Linked DNA regions of Mus musculus: all the other regions are linked to region 1. A link is a contact called in public Hi-C and HiChIP or PLAC-seq data. All regions are on one chromosome and are shown on one strand. The core of a region is the stretch at or near the end of the contact, and the rest is flanking DNA. Distances in the headings are between cores, read along the strand shown. Region 1 overlaps 6720432D03Rik (a long non-coding RNA gene). Region 2 overlaps Gm35835 (a long non-coding RNA gene). Region 3 overlaps Gm35835 (a long non-coding RNA gene).

Region 1 (4,256 bases), core at 659-3,158:
CTTTATGTGACAACTCACTCTTTTGGGAACTCACTCCCTTTGGCGAGTCAGCATTAGTCACCTTCCAATAAGCCCTACCTTATGAAGTCCCCACCACCTTTCTCTTCTGCCAAGGTAATTTAAGGGATGTGTTCAGGCCAACGAAATACCTATAGCATTTAAAGATACAAGTGCATGTGTCTACCTTGTAAACCATGCAAACACACATCATAGAATGATTATTCTATAATCTACTCTTCTTCTACCAGAACACGACCAACACAATCCCTTGCATTTTATCCAGCTTCTTGGTGATGTGGCTACATTTATATCTTTTGCACATGGACAAGATGGTAGCCCCTGTGACACAAGGCAATTAGATAAGATCTTAAAAAAAAAACAACAGGCTGTGAACAAGGCAGATGTTTAATAAAATTTGAAGCTCACAGCTGTCAAGTTACACAAATCATTCTGTGCTTGCAAGAGTGAGACGAAGATGGTTATGGAATTGTTGAGGGAAGAGCATGTGATGGGTTTAAAGAATAAAGATGGGGATGTGTGTGTGTGTGTGTGTGTGTGTATACACGCATGCACACATGTGTATGTGAGTATATGTGTGTGCATAATCTATATATACATCTATATGCACGATATGCTGGCATAAGTATATGTATGGCATGTTTATTGTGATGCAGGAGCATATTCAAAGAAGGGAAACAAGTTTTGCAAACAAGCATCTTTTTAACATTCAAGGTCACCTGTTCTTTTTTCTTTTCTCTCTCCCTGGTCACCTTCTTCTTCCATACAAACCCCAGAGAGCTTGGCATCTTCATCCATTTCATCTATATACATTCATTCCCTCTCCTCATGGATACTCACCTACTACCCTTAGCTTCCGCACACATCTTTCCCACACCATATTTTAACTTAAGCATATTTTAACATAGTCTACAGTTGAAGATAAAGACCTAAGAGCTGCAAAGCTTCGGAAATGAGTCAGCACCAGGCTGCTGAGCATGGGACTGGGAGACTGAGACACAGGAGAGAGACGTTTCTCTCTTTCCTGGTGTGTGTGGGGATAGGTTAAAGAAAGGAGGCTGTTTGTGTGCTGTTTCTTTCTCCATGGGGCAAAGCCCTCTGGAGAGTTATCACTTTAAGTCAGTCTGTTTCTTTGCTGGCTTCTGTGGACTTTGCAATTGCCTCAGAGTATATGTCTGATGGCAAAAGCCTCCTCGGTTACTAGTTTCTAACCATCTCACCCCCTGCACGAGAGGTGCCTTAGGAGGGTGGGAGGAGGGCAGTGTCTTTTCCCAAACTAGACTGTGATGGAGAGTATAGTGAAAACACTTACTAGGATTATCCAGTGCTTGTTGAACCTGGCTGCTCTTTTTTGGGTATAGACATCGAGGGGTAGAGGACAAGCTTGAACTCAGAGCCTTGGACTTACAAGAGGTAAACTTAGTTTTTCTGAATCAGCTCCCTCCTCTGTGAGATGAAGACTTGACCATCCATCCCTCTGTTTGGCTATGTGCTAAAGGAAACAAACCGATCCATACTCTAGCAACTAAAATAACATTCCCTTCCTACCTCCCGGGATCATAAAGCAGAAACACAGATCTGATGCTACAAATGAGCTTTGAATTGTGTGTGTACAAAACTGGAGCTAAGAGAGAACTTTTGCACAAGCTTATTACCTGTGCCCTGTGGATGCTGTGTGCTTTGCTGGACCTGCAAGGGTTATTTTTGCAGACGACAGCCGACCCCCCCCTCCTGCACACCCCCTCCCCCAGTTTCCGTCTGTGTAGCTCCCAGCAGATGTATTAAGTATAGTCTTGGAGCCTTTCCAGGCTCTCTCTTTAAGACACAGAATGTTGAATATTTCCTGCACACAGCAGGCAGCTCTGGCCTGGCACAGTGCCAGGAAATCTGCTGGGTGCCGTCCTGTCCCCACCCCTTCTCCAGTATCTGTGCCCCAGCCCCAACTTGTCCAGATTCCCTGGGGCTTCCTTGGGAAACAGGGTAAAGTTAGAGCAGAGACTGCCACTGCAGCACCATGGCTTACAGCCACAATTACCTGCCCCCTGCTCCCCTGCTTCCCCCCCCCCCCCAGGGCGCTATGGAAGATGGGAAGGGAGGCTTACTGCTAGCTGTGCCTTTGCTTGCTGAAGACACCAAACCCCTTGGGAGGCAGAGGGGGCATCTGAGCTGTCTTGAGGTGGGGCCCTGCCTTGGTTGAGAAATGTCCATAAGAAAATGAAAAGGCAGAGACGTGAACAAAGTGTTGCGTTTATGTCAGGGGCTGTCCCCACCTGCAGAGAGTGGGAGATAGGCCCTCATCTGTCTGCTTCTGCAATGCGAGCTGTTTCACTGTAAGGTCTCCAGGCTAATGCCTCCTTCCTCCGGCAGCTGCACAAACTGAATCCATATTCCCCTGCAAACAGTGCCAGCAAGGAAGGGATGGTAGGAGTCTCTGGGAGGACTCCCCTTTGGATCCATGTCCTCTTTCTCTTTTCAATCAGTTGGTGAACTCCCTTGCATAGGTCTAACATGAGCGCCTCACTCTGGACACATTTACATTGAAGCAGCAACTAGGACTCTGCCTTTTCATGTCCTCTTTTCTTGTGATCTCCACTCCTTCTGTCTGCCCAATTGCTCCTCAAACTCCCCCCATGTTTGTTTTTAATCCTCTAGCGGGTAACATGGTCACTTGTGACATCCCTCCATTGAATGCACATCCTTGTTCCTAGCAGCAGTAATTCAACTGGCAGTGCACAGTCTGCAGTAGAGGAGAGAGGAAACTAGACTCCCCAAGGTGCTAGGACTGGTCCAATCATCCAGAAAACACACAGACACCACTTTCTACCTACAGAGCTCCCTGGAGCCTGATCCCTCCCTAGTGAACAGGCCTTCTATAGCAAGAAAGCCCTGTTATCAGAGTAGCATGCAGGACAGGCAGAGGCCCTGAAAGAACAGGAGAATCAAGGCCTCTCTGGTGAGCAGATGGTCAAGCAGAGAAGGACTTAAGAGACAGGACTGCCTTCCCCTGTGGAAAGAGTTGCAGTCCTAAGTCCAAGTTCAAGCTCTGCCCTTAACCGACTTGGGTGGCTGCAACATCTTCTGACCTCAGGCCCTTCACTTATAAACCAAGACAACTGAAACAAATAATCACTAGTACCTCCCATCTCTGAGATCCTTTGATTCTGTGACTCCTTAAGTGACCTTGGCTTTGGACCCCACCCTGATATAAAACCGTATCCAAACAGGCTGTGAATTGAGGGAAATGTCATGGAGAATATTTAAAAGACCAGTCCCCGAATTCGCAGAGTCTGACGCAGTTCCCAGGTGCCCACACTCTGTGCAAGGACAGGATTGCTGGGTTCCTCTAAGGTTGCAGTGGCCACACCGTCTAGATGGATGGTGTGTCGCCATACTTACTGGAATCTGCTCAGACAGCTTCAGCTGCTGGAGCTAATGAGAGAGGGCTTTTATCAAATGCTGGAGGTCAGCGGATGGGCTTTATGGGAAGGGGAAAGGATGGAGGATGCTCCATCACGATCGTGAAAAGGCTTTTACAGTAAACCCTGCTTGCTATCCATCAGGAAAAGACCAATACGTTGTACTGGAAGATGGCTAATAGGAAGTCTTATAGATGGTGCCTGGGTTATCCATTTTCAAAGACTGAAGGAAACATGGAAATACACAAAAAGCAACTCTATTTCGACAGATAAATTCTCCTTGAGGATCTCCAGTCCACTCGCACCAGTTTTGCCTGGGAGTACTAAGCTTGGGTGATTATGTTATCTGTTGCAGAAACAAAAGGCTCTTGCTTGTCAGCCCTGTTGAAAAGCAAACAAGGACAATAACAGTGTAACAGAAATGGTTCAGATCTCCTCACTGTCTCTTTCTATCTCCCCTACTTCTGCCCCATGCCTACCCAGAAATGAGATATGGTCCATTTCTGTAAAGAGCCTTGGAACCTTCCTCCCACCTGTGTCTACGCACACTCCCTCTAGTCTGGAAGCTTCCCCCATTCTCATGGTCCTCAACCCCACCTGCCAAGCTCAGCTGACATCTCCTTCATGGTCCAATAATTCCTCCCACACACTACAAAGACCCAATACTCCCATTTCCACATCCTTACCTTCATCCCCTCAGCCATCACTGCTGTGCTCTGTGGACCACATAGACAGATCTAGTCCTTGCATGTTCCCTTGGAGGAAAGGTGACAGACACCATCCCTGAAGATGTTAATATTCTCACTTAGGAACATTTTCCTA
Region 2 (4,300 bases), core at 949-3,448, 130 kb before region 1:
ACACAAGCTGGTAAAAGAAAAACATATAATAAGAAAGCTGGCTATGACACCAAACTTTGTTCTCAGCAATGTTCTCTAGCTCCATGGGGTCTAACTCCCTCTTCCACCTAGAGATTTTGATCAGAGAAGATACTGAGGACCAGAAATCCCAGCAGCACTCCCCTGAAGGGGACAACATCGTTGGGTGCATTGTGTCAGATGAGACAGGCATGGCATAGGCTGCAACCAAACAGCACCCCATGATTAAGTAGATGAATACTGAGATGCTTTGGAAAATGCTTTGTTCGTTAATTTTGAACAATCAAGTGGGAGGGGCTGCCGGAGGGAGAGCTCAGCTGCTGCTTGTGTCGAGGACCTGTGTTCAGTTCCCAGTGTCCATTCCGGGCAGCTCACTACTGTTTCTGTTTGCCACTCAAGCTTCAGAGGATAGAACACACTCTTCTATCCTTTGAGGGCACCCCCACACAAGTGTGCATAAACACAGGCATGTACGCACAGGCACAAATCCAAAAATAAAGTAAATGTTCAAAAATGAAATGGCTGCTTTTAAGATGTAAGTATGTAGCAGCATATTTTTGCATTCTAGTCAGAGTAGTAGTAGGGTTTGCAAGAAACCTATAGCCTTCCAAGATAGCACCAAGTCAGAAAACACTAGGTCAGCTGCTTTGATAAGCTAACATCTCCTATATATGTGCATGTGTACGTGTACGTGTACGTGCAAGGTAACTCTTACATCAGCTCAACGACAGAGATAGTGTTCTACCCACATATCCATTGAGGACAATGCAGCTCAGTTCCTAACCACAAACACAGACCAGTAGATGATAGAATCCTGTTCGCATCATCCATGAACCCCAAAGTCAGACCTGCTCGGAGCTTTCCCATTGTGCCCAGCAGTGTGTGGTATTTGTGTATGACTTCTTTGATTCTTAGGCTTAGTGGGATTTCATTTTCCCATGCTGTGGCACCTGGCTAAAGATGTCCATTTTACCTTCTTACCTCTGAACTTAGTGTCAAAAGAACTAAATCCAAAGCCAGGCATGGTTGTACAGGCCTGTAATCTTGGCACTGAGAGACTGAAGCAAGTTCAAGTTCAAGATCAGCTTATGTTATGCTGAGAGACTATTTCAGAAAGAGAAAGGGGGAGGATAAGGGGAAGAGGAGAAAGGGAAGAAAGGAAAGAAGGAAAGGAGGGAGGAAGGGGTGGAAGGGAAGGGAAGGGAAGGAGGGAGGAAGGGGTGGAAGGGAAGGGAAGGGGGAGGAAGGGGTGGAAGGGAAGGGAAGGAGGGAGGAAGGGGTGGAAGGGAAGGGAAGGGAACTGGGTTCAAGCTTGATAACTACCCTCTTAGTTGTGATGTGACTCTTGACATTTAAGTTAAACCCTAGTTTCACTTTGGTCACTTTAAACTCCAGAGAGCCATATATCTCAGTCAGGATTTTCTAGAGGACCAGAACCCATAGGTGAGACAGCAGTTGCTTCATACCTGAGAGGCTAAGAACCTTGGGGCTTGGTGCCTCAACAGTTGGAGCAGTCCCACGGTGCTTGTGTTACTTGGAGAAGCCAACATCTTGGAAGTTGCTTAGTCTACAAGACTGGGTGCCTCAGGAATCTAAATAGAGTGCCCAAAACCTCAGGGGTTCCTGGAGAGCCACTGGTCTTCAGCCCATGATAAAAACAGGAGTCTACATCTTCAGCAACAAGGGGAATGAGGAAAAACCAAGTGAGCAAACAGCCAAGAGTCTTCCCTGAATGGAGCTCCCCAAATCAATGAAGGCGATCAGGACAGTTCTTCAGCTGAAGCTTCCTACTCCGGAAATCCTACTTTGGGGCAAGTTGACATTAAATCCAACCATCACAGGGCTTGTGCGGTGGCTCAGTTGTTAAGAGTATTGAATTCTCTTTCAGAGGCCCTGAGTTCAATTCCCAGCCCTCACACGGCAGCTCACAGAGATTATTAACTCCAGTCCCAGGGAATACTATGCCTCCTTCTGACCTCCTCAAGCACCAGACACATACATGGTGTGCAGACAGACATACAGACAAACTATCTCTACACATAACATAAGTTAATTTTAACAACAGAGCAGTCAACAAGATCAGGCCTTGGAAGTCTTTTCACCCTAATATAATACAGGGCGGATACTCAGTAAATGTTGCGTGAGTGTATTTGTGGCTAACTTATGACTTTGTCTGACTAATGATCATATAACTGCTGAATGCTTCCTGGATTAGTTAGATGTGGCTACTAGAGAGGATCCCACCCACTCCCTGGCCATGCTGTTTCCAGGAAAGGCAGCCCATTTGGTTAAAAGTTCATAGATATGAGTAAGGCTGAACACACAGGTAACCATCAATAAAACTCCTGCTGAGAAAGTGTTTGCAGGCACAGCCTCTAAACTCATAGTTCTGGAAAGAAAATCTTCAGACTCTCCAGAACATTCTGGAAAGGAGCCTAGTGAATTAGGCTTTCTGAAGTATAATGTCTATTTTCTTTTCCCAAGAGGACTTTATTTTCCTAATAAAAGAACATGGGGTTGGCAGGGAATCTATAGGTGGATGGGCCCATTTCCTAAACTTTCCATGATAGAGTGTCACAGAGTAAGCAACTTCAAGCAGAAGAGGTTTGCTACCCGAATTTTATGGCAGCTGAGACCTGTAATCAAGACGTTAGCAGGACCCTGCTTTCTCCAAAGCTCAAGGGTGAACCTACCTAGACTCTTAAAAGCACACCTTGCGATCTGTTCAAAGCAGTGGAGTTCCCAAAGGATACATCACTTTCTGGGGTTGGCTGGCACTCTTGTCTTTCCTTGGTTAACAGGTACATCACTCTGTGTCATCAAATGACTGGCTGTCTTTTCCATAGATATCTCTGTCTCTCATCTCTTTTTGAAGGGCATTGATCATATTGGATATTATTTCCATCCTTCTCCAGTATGTCTTTATGTTAACTAATACATCTGCAATCATCATATTCTACATATGATATTATATAAATAAATCCAGAGCCTAGTACTAGGTATAACCATCATCTCTCTCTGTCTCCTGTCTCTCTCTCTGTCTTTATCTGTGTGTGTGTGTGTGTGTGTGTGTGTGTGTGTGTGTGTGTGTGTGTGTGTGTGTGTGTGAAACTCAGTCCATAACAATGGGTTATGGACTTCTCCATGACTTGAAAGAACCAGGAAAAAGGTTTAAGCCTGTATCTCACATCCTAGTGCCAATGGGACTTCAAGAGAATTAGAAATAGCTCCTCTTTCTCCTCTAGAGAGAAGTGTTCTAAAAGCCTGGGGATGTAACATGCCTACATGGTATGCAGGAAGGTATGGATTCAATCTCCAGTACCACATAAAACAAATTTTGCTCGGGGCTACCAATTCAGTTATCTTAGAACTGTGGACTGTGTAGCTTTTGGAGCCGAGGGAAATGACCCCTCTCTGTTTTGATTTTAATCACCAGATCTTAATTCCAATCCTCATATTGAGTGCACCTCAGGACCAATCATACATCTTCCATTAGCTTAAATCATTTGAATTCTCATTTTTATAAATAGAAATATGTCAAATGTTGGCAATTTCACATGATTTGATCCATGCATTTCATAGATGTGGCTGAAAAGATTTATACTCACCTTTAATTCTTCAAGGTGGTCTCAGGATTTCAAAATTTCTACTACCCAATTCCCGTCCTCAGTTACGACTGATACAGGATACATCCGACTGACCAGATTCACCCTACCATGCCAGTACATACCCCATGTGTTTAGACTCAAGAAAAAAAGACTTGAGAGCCTGGGTTCAAATTATTTAATCTCTCTATTAGTTAGTAGGCATTTGAGTAATTAGTCTCCTTTTATATCAAAACCCTCATTTGTTAATTAGTAACAAAACACAGGATTATTTTAAGGACTAAAGTATGTGCTATAGACATTTGTAACTGTGTACACACACACACACACACACACACACACACACACACACACACACACACCTCATGCTACCAGCACAGTAGATGTTCACTGAATGGTATTCCCCTCCCCTCCAGCACTTTCCTTATATCCCCTAATAATTCCAGCAACAACTGAGGGACAAGCCCAAATAATGAGACAACCTGTGGGCTTGATGAAGGTAGCTAGAAACAAACAATAGTGGGACCAAAAAAAAAAAAAAGAGGTAGCTTTGCACGTAGTTTATTCTTTTATATTACAGAGCAGAACCCATAAGCCTTAAACTCAGTTACTAGCAAGCTATCTTATTATGTTGTCTTCTCATCTTAAGATAACTAAGCACCATTTGAATTCTATAC
Region 3 (4,111 bases), core at 1,548-4,047, 200 kb before region 1:
TGACACACTCATATGGGAGGGGGGACAGTGGTCAGCCTTCCCTTTAAAAGTCTGGCAATGTTAGAGGATTTTGTATCAAAAGATCTTAGAAAAACTCCTCTCTTAACATGGTATTCAAGGCTAACAGATGGTTCCTAAAGTTTTATCGAAAGTAGTCCATCACTGTAATACCAGATTCACACAATGTTGCTGAGCAACCAAGAAGGACCTGAGATTGACACAAGTAAGTTCTTGTTTTAAAGCCCAAATGAATTCACATCCTAGTTGTCCAGGCTCCAGTGTCAGGTAAGAATTATCAACTGTTTAAGGGCCCCTTTAAATATGCTTTGTCAGAAGTTCAAAACCCATCAAGTTCTTCCAAGTTTTGTCCTTCCATTACAGAGGACTAAATTTCAACCTCAAGGAAGTACAGTGAGCTATAAGGACATACTTAAAAGAATTAAATAAACAGGCGAAGTTTTTGCAAACGCATGCATTTGATATTTGAGAGCCTCACTGGAACAAATCAGTTTTAAGTCTGCAGTACTCCGACTGTGGGTTCCCACGGCTGCCTTGGTGCAATATTGACACCTGCCATGTAGGCCTTTTGTCTTAGAGACTTTGGGTTTTTACACATGCACATTTGTAATGCCTTTGGTTGGGTTGAGTTGGGTTGAGTTGGGTTGAGTTGAACTCTTTGGTAATAATTCAGAGCTTGGCTCCTGGGGTGTTAGCACAGGTTTGCATGCATTATGCAGAATTTCCTGCTAAATGCAGTGGGCTTCTTGTAAATGAATCGTTTATTTCAATCCATGCTTGTTTGACATAAATGTCACTTTTATGCTGAATAAGTCTACCATTCTTCTGTGTTTGCTCCAGTAATGCTGATCTTTGAGATGTCACCCCAGACAGGCTCTGACAATGGAGCGCCAAGTGGCCATCTTGAAATAGCAAAGCTTTGCTCTAGCATCCTGCTACTAAATCCAATATTTATCGAGATGGAGTTCAATGATCCGAACGTTGAACAGTTTTCATCAGTGCCAAGATGTCATGGTGTGGGAAGAAACGAAACCAGAAATAACACAATAGTATCCCATTATTTTTACTGTACTTAATAATTCCAACCAAATGGGATCAGATCAATTTGTGGATAGAACACAACGTATCAAGTAAAAGAAATTGCCCATTTTCCTGTTGAAATAATATGGAAGTATGACTCAGCCTAGGGAAGTAAGCAGGAGATACATAGGAAGGGTCAAGATGAAAGGATTTTTTTTTCTTCCCTCTTCTTGGTGGGTCTGGACAGAATTAACTGGTTGTTTCCAGTCACAAGAAAGTACAAAACTACTCTTCCTCACAGCAGAGGGCTGTCGCTGTGGGAGCTTCAGCTAGGCTAGCACTGTGGCTCTGGAAGGAGAGTATTCAAGGAGGAAGATCTAATCACGAGGGGCTTACAAGCTTGACTCTACCCTCCATGCTCCCCAGTCTGGAGCTTGTTCAGAATAGAGTCTCTACCCAGTGGGCATGTTCTTTTATTCCTTCTAGATCACAGCCTTGTCCTAAGACTTAGAAATTCAGATAGAACACCTCTACCACTCCCTCCGCCCACTATGACTCTATCACTCCCTCCGCCCATTATGACTGGGTTCTGGCTTATTTTGTCCCAGAAAAGTACTTATTTGGGTATTTTTTAAGATAAAGGCCCACACACGCTGTACTGTCCCCATGAAGACACTCTTATAAAACCTAGTCAGATTTGGGATAGTCCCTCAAAGTTCTTGAGTCACTTAAGGATCCTAAGATATTTCTCTGTCTGTCCATCTTGCTTAGAGTTTGCCTTCATAATTCCCTCTCTAATCAGATTATCAGCATCCAACCAGAGTTCAAGGTTATCCATATTCTGGCCAATTTAGGGGAAAAGCAAAGCCTCGCCTTACTCCCAGGCTCTACATCCTTCATCGCTTGTCTACTAAATGACCTGTAGCGTGGACTTCACTTCGTGAACAGTCTGAATCATGTAAAACTACACAGTCTTGGGTTTTATTTGTAATATAGCAAAACAGGGGACTCGGTGAAGCTTTTAATATAAACAGTGCTGGAAATTTTTCAACAGAATGACCATGTTCACTGTGTCCTCCCTAGAGACATTGTGAGATTGACTTGATACGTATTGGAGAAGTTGGAGGCAGCAAGCACAGGCTCTAACATACATATGTCTGGAGTGTCTACTTCATAAAATGAGAGTTCAGTGAAAGACACGGCATAAAAAACACATAACCTAAGAGGAGATGCACATGCAAGCATAATTTCCTATTGGTATGCAATGTACTTCATACATGCACAGAGTGCCTAGTGGATACAGAAGGCAATGAGATTTTCCGCAGGATTGCATTGGCAAGGACTCACTATACATTTAATATACATATGTGTAATACTATGCATGCTGTTTATATATACTCTGTGCTGAGTACTCTGGAGAAAGAGCCTATAAATCCTGGGAGCCGTCTTGGTATTTTTTAGTGTGGTTTCCAAGGCTGCATGATTAATCTTCAGCAAAGCTACAGTTTAGCACCTGTTGAGCGATATTAGAGGAAATCATCTGTGTTGCAAGTGGAGAATATGTTAGAGAGGCTGGACTCAAACGGATCCAGGTTTAGCTCTCTTTCTCCTTCTGTTTTAGCAGACAAATAATCTGTTGCAACTTTGCCGCTTCTCTTCCATGGCTTGGCTCTGTTCCCATGCACCATTTTGTTCTAGGGGATGCCTAAACGGATTCTTCAGTGTTAGCCAAAACAAATGAGGAGCTTGGCTCTCGGTCTGGTCCCAGCAGCTGCTGTGATTGGAGTTCTCTGCACCTAAGACAGTGGGGCAGCTTTCCCCTTGACAGATGAACACATTTTCATTACTAGGGAAACAGGAAGCATGGCGTACTGGGCGAGAGAGAGGCGGGGGAGGCAGATTTGGGAAATGGCTTTGTTCTTTCTTATACCCATTATGGTTACCATTCAGCTGAAATGTCCGACGGGAGGTTGGAGAGTCCAAGTGGGATACCCACCTTTCAAGTTCCTTATCCCTTCAGACTGCAGTTGTAAGCTCAGGCAGCCTCAGGCAGAGCAATCCTTTGCAGATCTGTTCTAGCAGGCCGTTTCTCCTCATGCATGCAGCAAAGGTCATGGAGAGGTCCGGAAGTCTAGGGGGAACCACCATACAAAATAAAGGCAAAGAAACATTTGGTGGTTTCCATTTCTTGGCCATACAATAAAGCGAAACTGGAAAGTGGGTGTTCTGAGGGCCCTCCCACCCAGAGACGTTCCTCCTGATTTGGCTATTACAACTAACTCAACCACAGGGGTTGTAGACATAGGTTCTTCAGGAAACAGGATGTATCTCCAGTGTGCCTCCTCATGGTAATTTTTTTCTTCGAGATTCTATAGTCACAATAGTCTTTACTCAAACTGGTAGCCTGGAAGGCATTCTTTAATCCCCAGGTGTTGGGAGTGCCTAGATAAATGTGGGTGTCAGTCACCATTGTGGGGAATTCCAAGGGCTGAAGAAACTTGGGGGAAGGAGAAACAGAGAAAATAATAAGAAAACACATATACCTAAAGTGCATAGCTTCAAAGGAAACGATAAAGTTAAATGTAAGTATTGAGGGGTGTCCTCAAAGATGAGGGGAGTCGGGAGTTCTCACGGGTATATGACTTTTGGACCCTCATTTCCAATTATCTCTATGATGACAACCTTTTGTCTACCATATAAACTTCAAAAAAAAAAAAGCAGGATTGCCAGCCAATGAGGAAAACATATCCTATCATGCATTATTTCTAAGAAATGTGTCATTAGGCATTTTTATTATATAACCAAACCAGGCTTAGAACTAAGATGGCTATGGTATCACTAGACCATGTCATCTTATGGGACCACCATCATACCTGTGGACAATTCAAACAGAAGAATCTTGCAGTGTATGGCTATACTGAATAACTACCGTTTGCCAGACACTACGATAGGTTACTATATATGAGGACATTTGTGTAACAGCAAGCACAGTGTGCTTGGAAGGTTTCTTTATGTACACAAAGAAAGCAGAGACTTAGTCATCCCATGATGATATGGTTCAGAAACAAAGGAA

What was found. A called contact is a pair of places that touch in the nucleus more often than the background predicts. HiChIP or PLAC-seq counts read pairs in DNA pulled down with a chosen protein or histone mark.
Region 2: a contact with region 1 is called in an H3K27ac HiChIP or PLAC-seq map of embryonic fibroblasts, with 12 read pairs. The contact joins two enhancer-like sites. A contact is called at or near these places in 2 of 484 Hi-C or Micro-C datasets (the N1E-115 cell line and nephron progenitors) and 12 of 115 datasets of contacts at active chromatin or transcription factors (a colorectal cancer cell line, craniofacial prominence, embryonic basal ganglia and 9 more).
Region 3: a Hi-C map of cerebral cortex shows a contact between it and region 1, with 2.2 times the contacts expected there. The contact joins two enhancer-like sites. A contact is called at or near these places in 2 of 484 Hi-C or Micro-C datasets (the HL-1 cell line and cerebral cortex) and 1 of 9 other capture datasets (embryonic stem cells).

What each region holds. Positions count from the first base shown.
Region 1 is chr9:41,858,998-41,863,253 of GRCm38.p6, forward strand. The region is part of intron 3 of 6720432D03Rik (a long non-coding RNA gene); the gene reads right to left. Among named protein-coding and RNA genes, the nearest start is that of 6720432D03Rik, 15 kb to the right of the region's middle. Within about 2 kb of position 1,909, at least 85 of the 459 cell types and tissues checked have an H3K27ac peak or open chromatin away from gene starts, as enhancers often do. A contact at or near this core is called in cerebral cortex, embryonic fibroblasts and pancreatic cancer cells, where this site is marked.
Region 2 is chr9:41,727,138-41,731,437 of GRCm38.p6, forward strand. The region is part of intron 2 of Gm35835 (a long non-coding RNA gene); the gene reads right to left. Among named protein-coding and RNA genes, the nearest start is that of Gm35835, 8.2 kb to the right of the region's middle. Within about 2 kb of position 2,199, at least 10 of the 459 cell types and tissues checked have an H3K27ac peak or open chromatin away from gene starts, as enhancers often do. A contact at or near this core is called in embryonic fibroblasts and pancreatic cancer cells, where this site is marked.
Region 3 is chr9:41,662,769-41,666,879 of GRCm38.p6, forward strand. It overlaps Gm35835 (a long non-coding RNA gene), which reads right to left. Exons shown (of 5, transcript XR_379295.4): 4 at 3,035-3,169. Among named protein-coding and RNA genes, the nearest start is that of Gm35835, 73 kb to the right of the region's middle. Within about 2 kb of position 2,798, at least 28 of the 459 cell types and tissues checked have an H3K27ac peak or open chromatin away from gene starts, as enhancers often do. A contact at or near this core is called in cerebral cortex, where this site is marked.